3 separate regions of the Danio rerio genome follow, and regions 2 and 3 are each linked to region 1. A link is a contact called in public HiCAR-type data. All regions are on one chromosome and are shown on one strand. Each heading gives the region's core, a stretch centred on a gene start, on an enhancer-like site or on the middle of the called end of the contact. The rest is flanking DNA. Distances are from core to core; before and after follow the strand shown.

What was found. HiCAR-type assays count read pairs that join an accessible place to other places.
Region 2: a contact with region 1 is called in a HiCAR-type map of caudal fin, with 7 times the contacts expected there. The contact joins two enhancer-like sites. A contact is called at or near these places in 1 of 18 Hi-C or Micro-C datasets (caudal fin) and 1 of 4 datasets of contacts at active chromatin or transcription factors (caudal fin).
Region 3: a HiCAR-type map of caudal fin shows a contact between it and region 1, with 5 times the contacts expected there. The contact joins two enhancer-like sites. A contact is called at or near these places in 1 of 18 Hi-C or Micro-C datasets (caudal fin) and 1 of 4 datasets of contacts at active chromatin or transcription factors (caudal fin).

Annotation. Positions count from the first base shown.
Region 1 is chr8:19,139,858-19,144,217 of GRCz12tu, reverse strand. It overlaps LOC137496334 (a long non-coding RNA gene), which reads right to left. Exons shown (of 6, transcript XR_012384205.1): 2 at 4,063-4,230. Among named protein-coding and RNA genes, the nearest start is that of dimt1l, 99 kb to the right of the region's middle. Within about 2 kb of position 1,932, at least 33 of the 62 cell types and tissues checked have an H3K27ac peak or open chromatin away from gene starts, as enhancers often do. A contact at or near this core is called in caudal fin, where this site is marked.
Region 2 is chr8:19,316,543-19,320,902 of GRCz12tu, reverse strand. The region is part of intron 1 of skia (v-ski avian sarcoma viral oncogene homolog a); the gene reads left to right. It also overlaps a transcript of LOC137496334 not described here. Among named protein-coding and RNA genes, the nearest start is that of skia, 56 kb to the left of the region's middle. Within about 2 kb of position 2,157, at least 17 of the 62 cell types and tissues checked have an H3K27ac peak or open chromatin away from gene starts, as enhancers often do. A contact at or near this core is called in caudal fin, where this site is marked.
Region 3 is chr8:19,295,100-19,299,459 of GRCz12tu, reverse strand. All of the region lies in intron 1 of skia (v-ski avian sarcoma viral oncogene homolog a), which reads left to right. All of the region lies in intron 4 of LOC137496334 (a long non-coding RNA gene), which reads right to left. Among named protein-coding and RNA genes, the nearest start is that of skia, 77 kb to the left of the region's middle. Within about 2 kb of position 2,054, at least 4 of the 62 cell types and tissues checked have an H3K27ac peak or open chromatin away from gene starts, as enhancers often do. A contact at or near this core is called in caudal fin, where this site is marked.

The DNA.
Region 1 (4,360 bases), core at 683-3,182:
TTCCTGCCTCTGAATGAGCGAGTTTGAGCCATTTGTACATTAAGGTAACGTTCAGAAAAAACAAAACACCAACGAAGAAACACGACACAGAGGAACATAAAAATCTTCAGCAACACAAATAGCACAATGAGATATAAATACAAGCCGTTTTGAGGATGACCTTTGACAATTTGATCTATTTGGCTTTCCATGCGGCAACACGCAAGGCATGCGCCGTGGGTCACACTGATTACTCGATGCAGAAGTATACATCAGTTCAGGAGTGTTTGATTAGGGCTGGAGCTCAACTCTGCAGGACTGTGGCTCTCCAGGACCAAACTTGACCACCTCTGGCACATCATATTTTCCGGTTTCAGCAGGGACCCGTCCTATTTTACAATATATCTTGCCTATATGTCTTCCCTATACTTTTGTCCATCTGATTTTGATTGGATGCTTGTAGTTTGCTATTGGATGATCTCACAGAGAAAAGAAGATGCATCAAGGCAAGAAGAGGAGGAAGGTTTTTTTTGATTAATGAAGCTGCTCCTTAAAAAAAAAAGAAGAAGAATTGATTTTTTTATTTCACATAGACTGATGAGTCAAGCAAAATAACTCTGCAGGCACAGGACGTCAACACGACGTCATATTGACGTTCTACCCAAACATACCCAACGTCGTGGGGATGTTGGATTTTGTTTGGAGATGAAAATCAGGCTGACATCAGAACCCAACGTCAGACCGACATCAATGTCCAACCTAAAATCAACCAAATATCGATGTCTAATCATGTTACACCTTGACGTTGTGTGGATGTAACCACTATGACATCTATAAGACGTTGAATTTCGGCCACTTTCCAACACAACCTAAAATCAACCAAATAGCAACGTATTTGCCGTCGTTATTGGACGTCAAAATAAGGTTTTTAGACGCTGAATTAACATTGAAATTTGGTCACCTGAAATCATGACCTAAATCTAACCTAATTTTAACATATTACAGTATGTTGTGTGCCTGCTGGGTAACTTCTTTTTTTTTTGGTTGACTGTATGCCATTTTCTTGTAGAATGTCTCATGACCTGGTTCCAGCACACACGCACAATCTTGATAAATATCTGGTAAATCTAAACTGCTTCAGTCCAGTTTTCACAAGTGAAGTTCAGTTTAGTTCAGTTTGGTGTAATAAAACTGTCACAAAACACTAACAATCAAATCCAACAATGTATAGCTCCATAAGTCCCTAACCAAGCAAGGAACAAACTTTACCAATTGACAAAAGTGAAAGAAAAAATCCATAGACCCATAGTCCCATAGACATAATGATTTTTATACTCTACATACTGTATTTTATATCCCTCTACCCCAACACTACCCCTAAACCCAACTCTCACTGGGAACAATTAGCATGTTTACATTTTCATTAAACTTCATTCTGTGTGATTTATGAGGCGTTTTAAGAATTAGATTTGTTTTGTTATGTTTTTTTGATTGGACGACGACCCTGCAGATCCTTGCTAAATAGAATTTCCTTTCTTTTTTGGACTGAAATGTTATGCAAATGAAAGCTGATATTTCCTTGTAGGATCGGTCATGACATGTTGTGGGAATAATGGTGCAGTAAAGCAGGTGAGAGGTGAGACACCAGTGGAGCAGCAGATCAGGCCTCGGGGGAGCAGCAGATCCGTACCGCAGCTCTGACACTGAAGCTGTTTGCATATGCAGCGGCTCCCCAGCCTCCGTCGCCCACTTCAAAGTGCTGTTTATGCAGAGAAAAAAAAAAGCTTGAATCTCTCTGTCCTACCCTCTTCCCTGGGGGTAATGTTTTTTTGGAACACACACATGCCTTTTTTGTTGAAGGAAAAAAAACTGCATTTCAGCCTCCCACACCTCTCTCTCTATCTCTCTCTCTCTCTCCGTCCTCATCCGCAGCTGGTTCTCTGAGTTTTTCGGCCCCTCCTCCTCCCTTGAGTGCTGGAACGCAGTCCAACAGTGTAAGCACAGCTCTGAAACAATTGAACATCTGTTTGGAGTCGGGCCCAAGAACAGCCTTCCTGTTGTGCTGCACCAGTCGAACGCTTAACCCTTCCTTACCCACCTCTTCAGTCCAGCTACAACTCTCTTTACGCTCTTTCCTCAAGTTCACACTCGTTTAGTTCACCTCTCCAAGACCTCCTGCTTCGCTCTCCTCATCTTTTTTGGGACCGTTCTTCCTCTCTCCTCCCTGCTCTTCCTGTCTTACTTCATCTTTTGCATCCTCAAGTCAGTTCAGAGCCAAGCACAGCTGAAGCCTGCTGTGGTCAGACCTGAATGTGTAAGTTGACACCGGCAAACTACACTGATGTTACCCAGCACACACACACACACACACACACACACACACACACACACACACACACACACACACACACACACACACACTTGTACAGCTATCTTTATGAGCACTTCCCATAGTCGTAATAATTGTATACAGTACAAACTGTATATTCTATCCCTCTACACCAATCCTACCCCAAAACAATCGGCATCTTTACACTTTCAAAATACTAGGTTATGTGTGATTTTAATAAGACTCGAAATTGACTGGTATTGCTATACTTGTGGGGACTTTTAGTGACCCAAACATGTGTAATTCAAGGTATACACATAAACAAGCAACAGATTATTTACTGTAAAATAATTTGGATCAAGACCAATATGTTCCAAGAGAGACATCACGACTCAAAATAGTACACACAGTTCCTATTTTTGCATAAAACTACTGTATTTGGTTAAACTCTGCCCTTTAAACAATCTTGTGTCTTATTCAAATACCTTTTTTGGCAAATTGTTTTGTAGGAATTTGTAAGTAAACCCTTACTGCACTAATACTTCTGTCTATGCCATTAAACAAAGAAACATTATGAAATGCCCTCTAAATGAACTAAAACATCAGATTTTCTTTATGCGAGTAATCTATAGAAAGTCTGTAGCACGCCAGATCTTCACTGCTGTGTGAGCCTTTGTAAGTGTGTGTGTGTTTGTGTTTGACTGCAGTGTGTAATTCAACACACGTAGGTAAATAAGAGTTCAAGTTCACAGCTGTTGAAGCGAGAGGGAGAGAGAGAGAGAGGGAAGGACCGCAGGAATATTTGCCTACAGCACTGACCCTATTAGCCAGGATAGTCATAACCCACACGACAAACACCTACACACACACGTATACACACAGAGACACGCACACACACAAACAAGGGATTAAGATGGCAAGTTGGAAGTGTTGTACAGGTTGACCTCTGACCCAGTCTCGTCGCACTTTTATCGACCCAAAATGTAGGCGTTTGAAATATGGTGATGATTTTGGTACGACAGTAAAATAAATAAATACATAAATACATTGTTTTTTTAGAATTATAACAAATATAATATAACATAACATAACATAACATTACATTACATTACATTACATTACATAACATAATATAATATAATATAATATAATATAATATAATATAATATAATATAATATAATATAATATAATATAATATAATATATCATAATACGAGTAGCAGTGCGACATGGCTGTATATCGGCACTGGTGGAAGGCGTGCGTTGGCTTAAAGCAGTGAGAATATACAGCCATAGTGCAATGCTACTCGTGTGATATTGCATTTATAAACAGTTTAACGGCATAATCGTGTGTGTAAAAAAGAAAATTAAACACAGAGAGTCTGAAAACCCTTTTGTACGAGGAACTACTTTCTTCCGCCATTCCTTCACATCTGCTGTACTGATGTCAGCTGCAGAAAGTGTTGCTCATTCACAAATGTCACTTTAGAGCTAGTGTTTGAATGACTCTCTAGCGTTATGTCCAAAGTGATGACAAAACAGGTGATTTTTGCTCAAATTTTAAGATTATAAGGCTGAACGGCATGACATGCTATCAATCTACAGCGATTTTCCTGTATTTCTCTGTTGCAATCAGGATATCACAATAATTAACCCCAAATAAGCCAGATCAAAGCAACCACTACCAGTTTCTGTGATATAAATACAGCAATACAAAATACAAAAGAGAGAGATGGACTTAGAATGTCACTTACCTGATTTATAATGACTTGTTCAGCTGTAGTTTGAAACTTATGCTGAGAAAATGCTGTTTATCTCCTCTAAGGACTTGTTATAAAGTCTCTGTTGCCATCTTGTGGGGGAACGTCAACCGTCATTGGCTCAGACAGGTTGATGGCGGCCAATGCACTGAATCCGATGCTCTGAAATTAAAATTTTTAAAATGTATAAATAAACTGCAAAGTTGCAATCTAAGCAACAATTCTCGACCAAAACAGCCTCAAAAGTGTATTATTTTGTCCAACAGCAGCAATGTTTGTCAAACTGTACAGT
Region 2 (4,360 bases), core at 908-3,407, 180 kb before region 1:
AAAGCCAAAAGACCTAAAATCTAAAAACTGACAGATCCAATGTTAAACAAAATGTTATTGTAATGTCTGGCCTTAAAAACTGCGAGCTCCAGCGTGAGTGCAGGCGTCTCTGGGAGCAGATGCGAAAGAATGAGCTCATTGTTTATGGTTGAAACCTGGTGCAAATGTTGGTCTAAAACGCTCCCAGCTGCCCGACTGCTGTTGGCTGAGCGTCTGGCAGGAGAGATGGAGGAGTGTGGCATGAGGGCGCAGGCGGTGTTCATGTAGGCCACTGCTCATCTGTTTGCTTTTGTTGGGTCAGTCAGACTGCAGGCTTTTGTTCACACCGTGCATCGCTCACATCTGGCTTTCAAATCCGATCATGTTGTAAATGATGATGTTTGTTCGGTATGCTCACTTTATGTCAACATAGGGGACTAATTATCAGGGAAATTGGTTTCTGCTTTTTAATTGAATGATTTACATTGAAAATCAGGTTTTACTTGAACAGGGTTTTCACTTTTTTTTGTACTTTAGATTTGCTAATTGATGTATTTATTTTTGTTAGCATTTGTTCCTATTTTATATGAGCTTTTAGTTTTCAGTTATCAAATTTGTTTTAATTAATTTACTTTCATTTCAATTTTAGATTTGGTCATTTTAGTGTATAATCTTAAACGTTTATTTTAGTTAGTTTGTTTTATTACTTTGAATTAAAATAAAAGCCTTTTTTTATATTTTATTTTGCACACTTTAAAAGAATTTTTATTTTGTTTTTTATTTATATATTTTATTTTTTACATTTTTGTCTTGATTTCAGTTTGTTTTTGTGATTTTTATTTTGTGATTTTATTATATAAAAAATCTTTTTCAGTTTTAGATTGTCGTTTTAGTGCATAAAAAAAGCATTATTCTTGTTAGTCTTTTATTATTTTTAAATAAAATGAAAGCTTTTATTTTTATATTTTATTTAAACTTTTATTAATTTTATCCTAATTTTATTTATGTAAAATTTTTTGGTGATTTCAGTTTTGTGATTTTGTCAGTTTATTATTTTACATTTTTGTATAAAAATAACTAGATTTTTTTTTAGATTTTGTTATTTGGTGCATAAACTTACAAATTTATTATAGTTAGCTTTTTATTATTTTGAATAAAGAAATATCTTTTATTTTTATTTATATTTTCATTTTATTTTGCATATTTCTGCTTGATTTTTATCTTGTTATAATTTCTCCACTTTATAAAATAACTATATTTTTATGTCAGTATTGCATTTAATTGCTTTGATTTAAAGTCATTTTAATTTATTTTAGTTAAACCACAAGCACTCTTTTATTTGGAGGTTTTCAAACAACAAAACAGTTTGAGTCAGAAAATATTCACAAAGCCACATGATGGTCTGTGTCTGTGTGCTGAAGACAAAGGCTCTGTGGTAACTGGATGAGCCTGTGCACACTCAAGTGTTACCAAAACACACACCACACAGACCAAAACATCCTGTCCAACTAGCTCGCTAGAATGCAGCCCTGCAGGTGCAAATGCATACATTTGAATGCTTTAAATCGCAAAGTGTCAATGACAAAAGACAGGTGAGAGTAGTATGTAAGCTTTAGTTATAAAACTACAAGTACCAAAGCCTTTATAGAGTCTGTTCGCTTCACTCTGGATCAAAATGAGAACAGATTATACATTTAAATTTATCCATGTTTAAATCTGAAAATGTTAAAGATCTGCTGGTCAAGGTTAATCAGAATCAGAATCTTTATTGTCATTGTACAAAATACAATGAATTTTACATTTGCCCTTTCCTTCAGTGCAGTACTAATTGTCTAAAACAACAACAACAATAATAACAAGAGATTTTGCAACAATATTATACAAGGAGCATTTCAGAGCTATACATAGACCAAAAACACTTTTTCAAGGTGACATCTAAACAGCAAAGTCCTTTCCATTTAGGGCTTTATTGTATTATTTTCTTTTCTTCAACCTCCCACCTCTCCTGCTTCTTTCCCCCGTCTCTTTTCCTGGTGTGGAAAACACACTCGTCCATCGGCGAGCCAAAACCCAGTCGATGAGAACAGCAGGAAACACGGCCCTCTCCCCGCACCACTGTCCCATCAGAGGAAGGAGAAACCGAGGCTCTGAGAACGTCCCACAGTAAAGGAGACAGGGGAACCTTGGGGAGGGCAGTGTCAATGGAAAATCCTGCCTCTTGCCAACTCACACTGGTACATCCTACTCCTCTCTCTCTCTCTCTCTCTCTCTCCGTCTCTGGCTTCTTCGGCTAGTTTCTCACTCAGGATTTTACTGAGCACAAACTGCATCACAGGCTGGGGGAATATAAAAGCGGAAGCCGCAGCCAAGCCAAGGAACGCACTCTTGAGTCAATGTGGAAAATTATGCAAAGCCTCTTTATTCCCCCCGCCCCCCAACCAAATGCTTTCCTTATGCGCGATTGTGAATGGAAGTTTATATTGCAGTAAGCATTTCTTTCATTGAAAAGTTGGGATCGTGTCGCTGCGAGAAGCACTTCTGAATCGGAATGAATGGGGGGGATTGTGGCTACATTAATGATGTGGCATTTTCATCAGTCACGTGTTCTTGTTGTGATTATGCGAATTGGTGTTGGTTCGTTTTTGCATTGAGCCTCTGGATAATAGAATTTCGTGATAAATCTTGAAGGATTAAGGATGGTTTACAGCAGATCACTTTAATGATAACTATCGGCATCCAGATTAGCACAATAAAGCAAAGCAAAGGCTGTAGTTTTGTGGTCTGGAGCCTTAAATGTTTGAGCTGTTTGATTTGAATGGATTGTGATTGTCTTTCAATGTTTTTATTGTTCATGTTTTGAAAGGTTCCAATAGTAGGGTTTCAGCTATTGTAATAGTTGTGGTGAATACTAAAATGAATTTTGAGGGCTGCACAATATATTGTTTCCGCATCGATATCGCAATATAATCATTTGCAATAGTCACATCGCAGGATATGCAATGTTGATAAATAATGTTACGATAGCTGTTATAACAACAAGTTATGATTGAATCGCCTCTTGTTAAAGATGTGAAATAGTTTGACAACAAGCAGGAAATGTTCATGGGCCAGTCACATCACCACGTTGAAATGGTCTATAATGATTTAAAAAACATTCAGGTATAAGCATTTGTACCGTTTGTGACCTCAGCTGGATTAATTTTATTAAATTATTTTTATTTTTATCAGTCAGTTATTATTCGTGAATACTGTTATACGCGGGAAACGATTAAACACTTTATTTCAATTATGTCTTTTTCTTGATTATATTTATAGATTGTTATGTGTGAAAATACACATGCAAATGCAGAAATGCACTACAAGTAGCACAGACCACAATGAAAACGTGCCATGGAACCTTAAAAGGTTTGTTGACTGTTTATTAAAGTTTTAATTATTCATTCAATTGAGGTCGATCATTCTATGGATCATTCCCCTACACACAGTTTTATTAATCACTGCTTCTTTGAGTTTGCCCATGCTCATATTGGTATAAGATTTGACAGTATCAAGCCAACGAGTTCTTGGGCGGCCTTTTCTCCTACTTCCACTGACCATGACTGGTTTCTCGAGTGAATTGCTATGCATGACAAGACCAAAATAGGATAACTTCTGTTTGGTAATCTTGGCTTCCAGCGAGGTCTTTGGCTTAATGCACCCTAGGACTTCTTTATTGGCGATTCTCACTGTCCATGGGCTGCAGTGCTTATATCCTTACTTTACTATTAGATTATACGGAGATGTAAATAGTAAACATTAATTCATCAATCTCTAATTAAACATGTGCATGAAAACACTCACAACACATGCAAATACAGAATCGCACTGCAAGTAGCACAGACCACAAGGAAAATGTGTCTGGGAATCTCAAAAGGTTCATAGACTGTTTATTTGGTTTTCAATTATCCGTTCAATTGAGGTCGATTTTCAGTCATTGTATGGATCATTCCCCTCCACACAGTTCTATTAATCGCTACGCATGTTTGCTCATGTTGGTTTCAGATTTGACAGCATCGAACCAAGTTCTTCCTCCTAGTCCCACTGATCATGACTGCCGTCTCGAGTGAATTGCTACACAGGTCTTTGGCTTGATGCACCCTAGGACTTCTTTATTGGTGATTCTTGCTGTCCACAGGATGCGCAACAGTCTTCTCCAGCACCACAACTCGGAGGCGTCAACCTTGATCGTCCATGTCTCACAGCCATAGGTTGCTATAAGGAAGATGGACGCGTTGACTAGCCTTGCTTTAGTTGCAGTGCTGATATCCTTACATTTCTCATTAGATGTTATGGAGATGCAAATAGTAAACATTAATTCATCAATCTCTGACTAAACATGTGC
Region 3 (4,360 bases), core at 805-3,304, 160 kb before region 1:
ATTGCATGAGCACAGCAGTTAAATGTCTGTAATCGATTTTTGAAATACCTCAAAAAAAAAAAAAAAAAAAAAAAAAGCCCAGACAGTTGAAATGTCTTGAGAAATCATATCTGTCTCTGTGATGACTGCTTCAGTTTTAGCTAATCAGTAAGCACAACAAATTTGAAAATTAGCCACACAAATGAACTCATCTTTATTTCTATAGTGCTTTTACAATGTAGATTGTTTCAAAGCAGCTTAATATAGAAGTTCTAGTAAATTGAAATTGAAACTGTGTCAGTGTGGTTTTTAAGAGTTGAAGTTCAGTTTAGTTTAGTTCAATGTGGTTTAAATTGCACTGCTGAAAGTCCAAACACTGAAGAGCAAATCCATTGATGTGGCACTCCACAAGTCCCAAACCAAGCAAGCCAGTGGCAAGTACCAAAGCTTCACCAATTGACAAAAGTGAAGGAAGAAACCTTGAGAAAAACCAGGTTTAGTTAAGCGAGATCATTTCTTCTCCGGCCAAACTTCTTGTACAGGGGATTCAGGCTGGCCCACAAGATCAATGCAGAGACTCATCCACCATAAGAAATGCTAACGGACTGTTTCCGAGTAAGTTTGATACCAACATTTAGGCAATTTCTTTGAAGAGGTTGTAAAAAAAAAGTGTAAAGTTGACGTTAGTATATTGGCAAAATAGCTAAAATACTTCTCAAATGAGTTTTTGAGATGTTCCAGTTTGAAGGAGCGAAAGTGATTGAGAATAGTGGGATTAGCCTCAATAATATCTGGATTACCGTGTCAAAAAGACAACCCACACGCGATCTTGTCTGAACTGGCTAATTCAACATCGCTCGTCCTCATCTCCTGAATCAGTCATTCTTTCATTTCCCCCCTTTCATTTCTTTCAGGAGTTTGTGACCTCTGCATCTCCCAGAATGAGTGTGTGTAGGCCATGTTTCCTATTCTGTGTGAGTGCGTGTTTGTTTTGGCACTTCTTTCAGTCCGTCACATGTATAGACATGTGCGTTTGACTCCGCAGAGACTACCGAAATATTCGCACTGTTCCACTGGCCCAAAGTAACATTGAGCACAAGTGAATGTGTGTGTGTGTGTGTGTGTGTGTGTGTGTGTTTGAGACCACAGTCCCAGGCCAGCTGTCTGGAAACAGGACATGCCTACACACACATCATGTGTGCTAATCCACAGATATTGATACGTGTCCATGTTGATGCTAAAAAGAGGTGTGTTTTCCGGCATTTTGACTACATTTTTATTTAATTGTATAGTGTATATTATAGCCATCTCAGTTATACTGGGATTGCTTGATGATACCCAAAGCAGGCTCTGTTTATTACAAGTATGCTAGGCTAAGCATATAGTATATGATGCTAATTTCGTCTTGAATTTTTTTGTATATTTTTTTACGTCAGCATATGGTGTCAAAATAAATATCCAGCGCAGAGAGTTTGTCCATAAGAGGGCAACACTGAACATATAATGTAAAAAGATACATATAGAACAGCAACATACTACTGAAGACAGCAAAAACAACAGACACAAGTGAAAATGCATTCTTTCTAGTGCGCATGTTTTGAGTGCCAGTGTCTGCACACTATTACTAGTGTGTCTACAAGGTGGCAACAATGAACAGGGCTGTTGTTTCATTGCGTAAGGAAAAAAACAGAGATGGGACAAGAGAAACAACAAACTACAGAAGACAATGAAAACAATAAACACCTAGGAAAATGCGCACTCTATAGTGCACCTACTATCAAATGAAGCACACTTCGAAAGTCTTGCGTGTGACTGTGAAACATATAAAAACTTTTTAAATGTCACTTTTGCACATTCGTTTTAGTCATAGCTGTCACCAAGCCTCTTCTCCTTCGATCAGTCTTTCCTCCCCTTCATATGAGGAATGAGAGAAATCTCTCTCTCCGACGCTTTCTATGTTTATGAGGTCATAAATGCTGGAATTTTTCGGTGAGGCTCTCTGAATATTTTTATGAGTGCGCTCACGATGGCGGCTCCTTTGACAGCGCTGAAAGGCAGTCATTAAAACGAGAGCGAGAAAAGGAGGCGAAAGGGAAAGAAACGAGTCCTGGCTGAAAGAGGCTTCTCTCCTGAGGGGGTTTAAACTGTCACTGCGTTTGAACTTTTCTAGAAACGACTGCCATTCGCGAAGCCAGAAAGAAGCAAGTTCACAACTGTCTCACACTCCCAGGAAACTTTAGAATCTCCCATTGTCAAATATAGACAAAAAAAGATGTGATTTGGCCTTATAAAATCTGTTTGTTTTTGTATCATTACTGTTATTTTAGAATATTATTATAATAATATTATAATATATTGGAATTTGTATTTGACATTTTATCTGAAATAATTATAATAACACTTTCATAATATAATAAACATTGTCACACTCCTATAGTTTATCATTTCAAAATTTAGAATTAGTTTTCTATAACAAATCAGAATTATCATATACTTGCTGTTTTTAATTATTAACACAAGCTTATTGTTTATTTATTTGCTTGCTTATTTGATTTTATGTAAAAAGAAAAACACACACACACACACACACACACACACACACACACACACACACAAACACACACACACACACACACACACATATATATATATAATAAAACAGATTTTTTATGATACTAATAATAATAATAATCCTCAAAGTTGTCAATGAATAAAATAAATACAAATAATATTAGAACAATATTCATCTGCAAAAAATTAGTTTGTGGTTTTACCTATGCTTGTTGACAATAAAATAAAATTTTACACTGATTTACATCATTTGGTACACTTCTTTCTTTAAAAAGCAACAGACAAAACCATATAGATTTATAATATCGGTTATCGGGCATCAGTCAGAATTAAGCTGCTTCTAATGAGAGATCTGGCTATTAGTAGACATGAGGTAAGACATGCTAGAAGAAAGCAACATGTACACATTCGTAGATCAATACGCGTCCATTAGGGTCCAGCCTCAGCAATTTCAACAACTTTCGAAAAACATTGAAATGTGATTATCTTGCTCTTAGATGCTTTTAAGTTTGAGACTAAATGAGTCATAGATTTATGCCTCTCTGAGGAATCCTCTTATTCCTCCTCCTCCTCCCCTCTCCCTCTCTCTATTTCTCTCTCTGTTTTTGTTGATGTTGTATTGAAATAATTTTGTGCTTACAATGAAACCTTTTCTATTAGCTTTAAGCCTCTGTTTACTGTATTTGATGGTGATCTGCATTTTCTTAGTTGTTTTTGCATGTATTATTTGTGTATATGGTGGTTTTATTGTAAAATTCAAAATTCTTGCTCTCTCTCTTTCTGTCCTTTTTGTGACACTCTTCAGAATGTTTAGAATGTTTTGTGTGTTTTAGACTGAACTCATCAATCAAACTACTGGAAAATATCTTAGGTTTGATATTAGGTTTTATTAGGTTAGATTGGGCTTTTACATTTTTACCATATCCTGGGTTGCAGATATAAGAGGTCTTAACAACAAGTGTAAGCTTTGCCAATTATTAAAAGCAGAAGAAGTTAAGCATGTTTTTTAATTGGTTATGTTTTTGAATCGTAACATTTGCTTTTTTTATTTTTATTGTTTTTATCGTTTTCATTATGAAAAGTCTCTTCATTGTCAGTTGGCAGCTTCTTATTTTGCCTAGAGTTTGTTTTGCAGATTAAGTGTTGAGTGTGCGAGGTGTGTGATGATGACAGTTGTGTCAAAAGCAGGACGTGTAGTGTCTTTCCTGAACTCCACATTTGCCCTCTGTGTGTCCGATGGGAGCAGGGTCTTTTGCGTTCCCACACAGACCGTTGCCAAAGCAAATTTGGAAGGGAAGTGGAACCCAATCCCTCCTCTCTGGTGCGACCAAGTTTAGAAAATACCAGGTTTATGTGTGTGTGTGTGTGTGTGTGTGTGTGAGTGTGTGTGTGTGTTTCTAGTAGAATATGCAAGCCAGCAGCTGCACTGAACTTCGTTTTGATGTGGTTTTGTGTGTGCGGCGGCGCTGGTGTGGTTTTGCATCTGGAAATGGAGTCTGTGCTGGACAGATTGCAGGAGATGGTCCTGATTTAGTTGCTTTGCCTTATTGTGGTGCACTTGTAAGTGTTGTGCGGCCTTGTTATGTCTGGAGTCGCTGGACTCTTCCTGGAAGTCCAACCTCAGCACGCACACACACACACACACACAACAGACACTAATAACAGGCCTGAATCCTCTGCCCAGACCTTTGTCCGACAATGTACAGCATAAGACTGCTGCCCACCATGCAATCTGAGTGCTACATATAACCCCAGACGTGATGTGTCGCTCATCTAGAAGTGTTATGCACATTAAATAAGTGGTACAGTT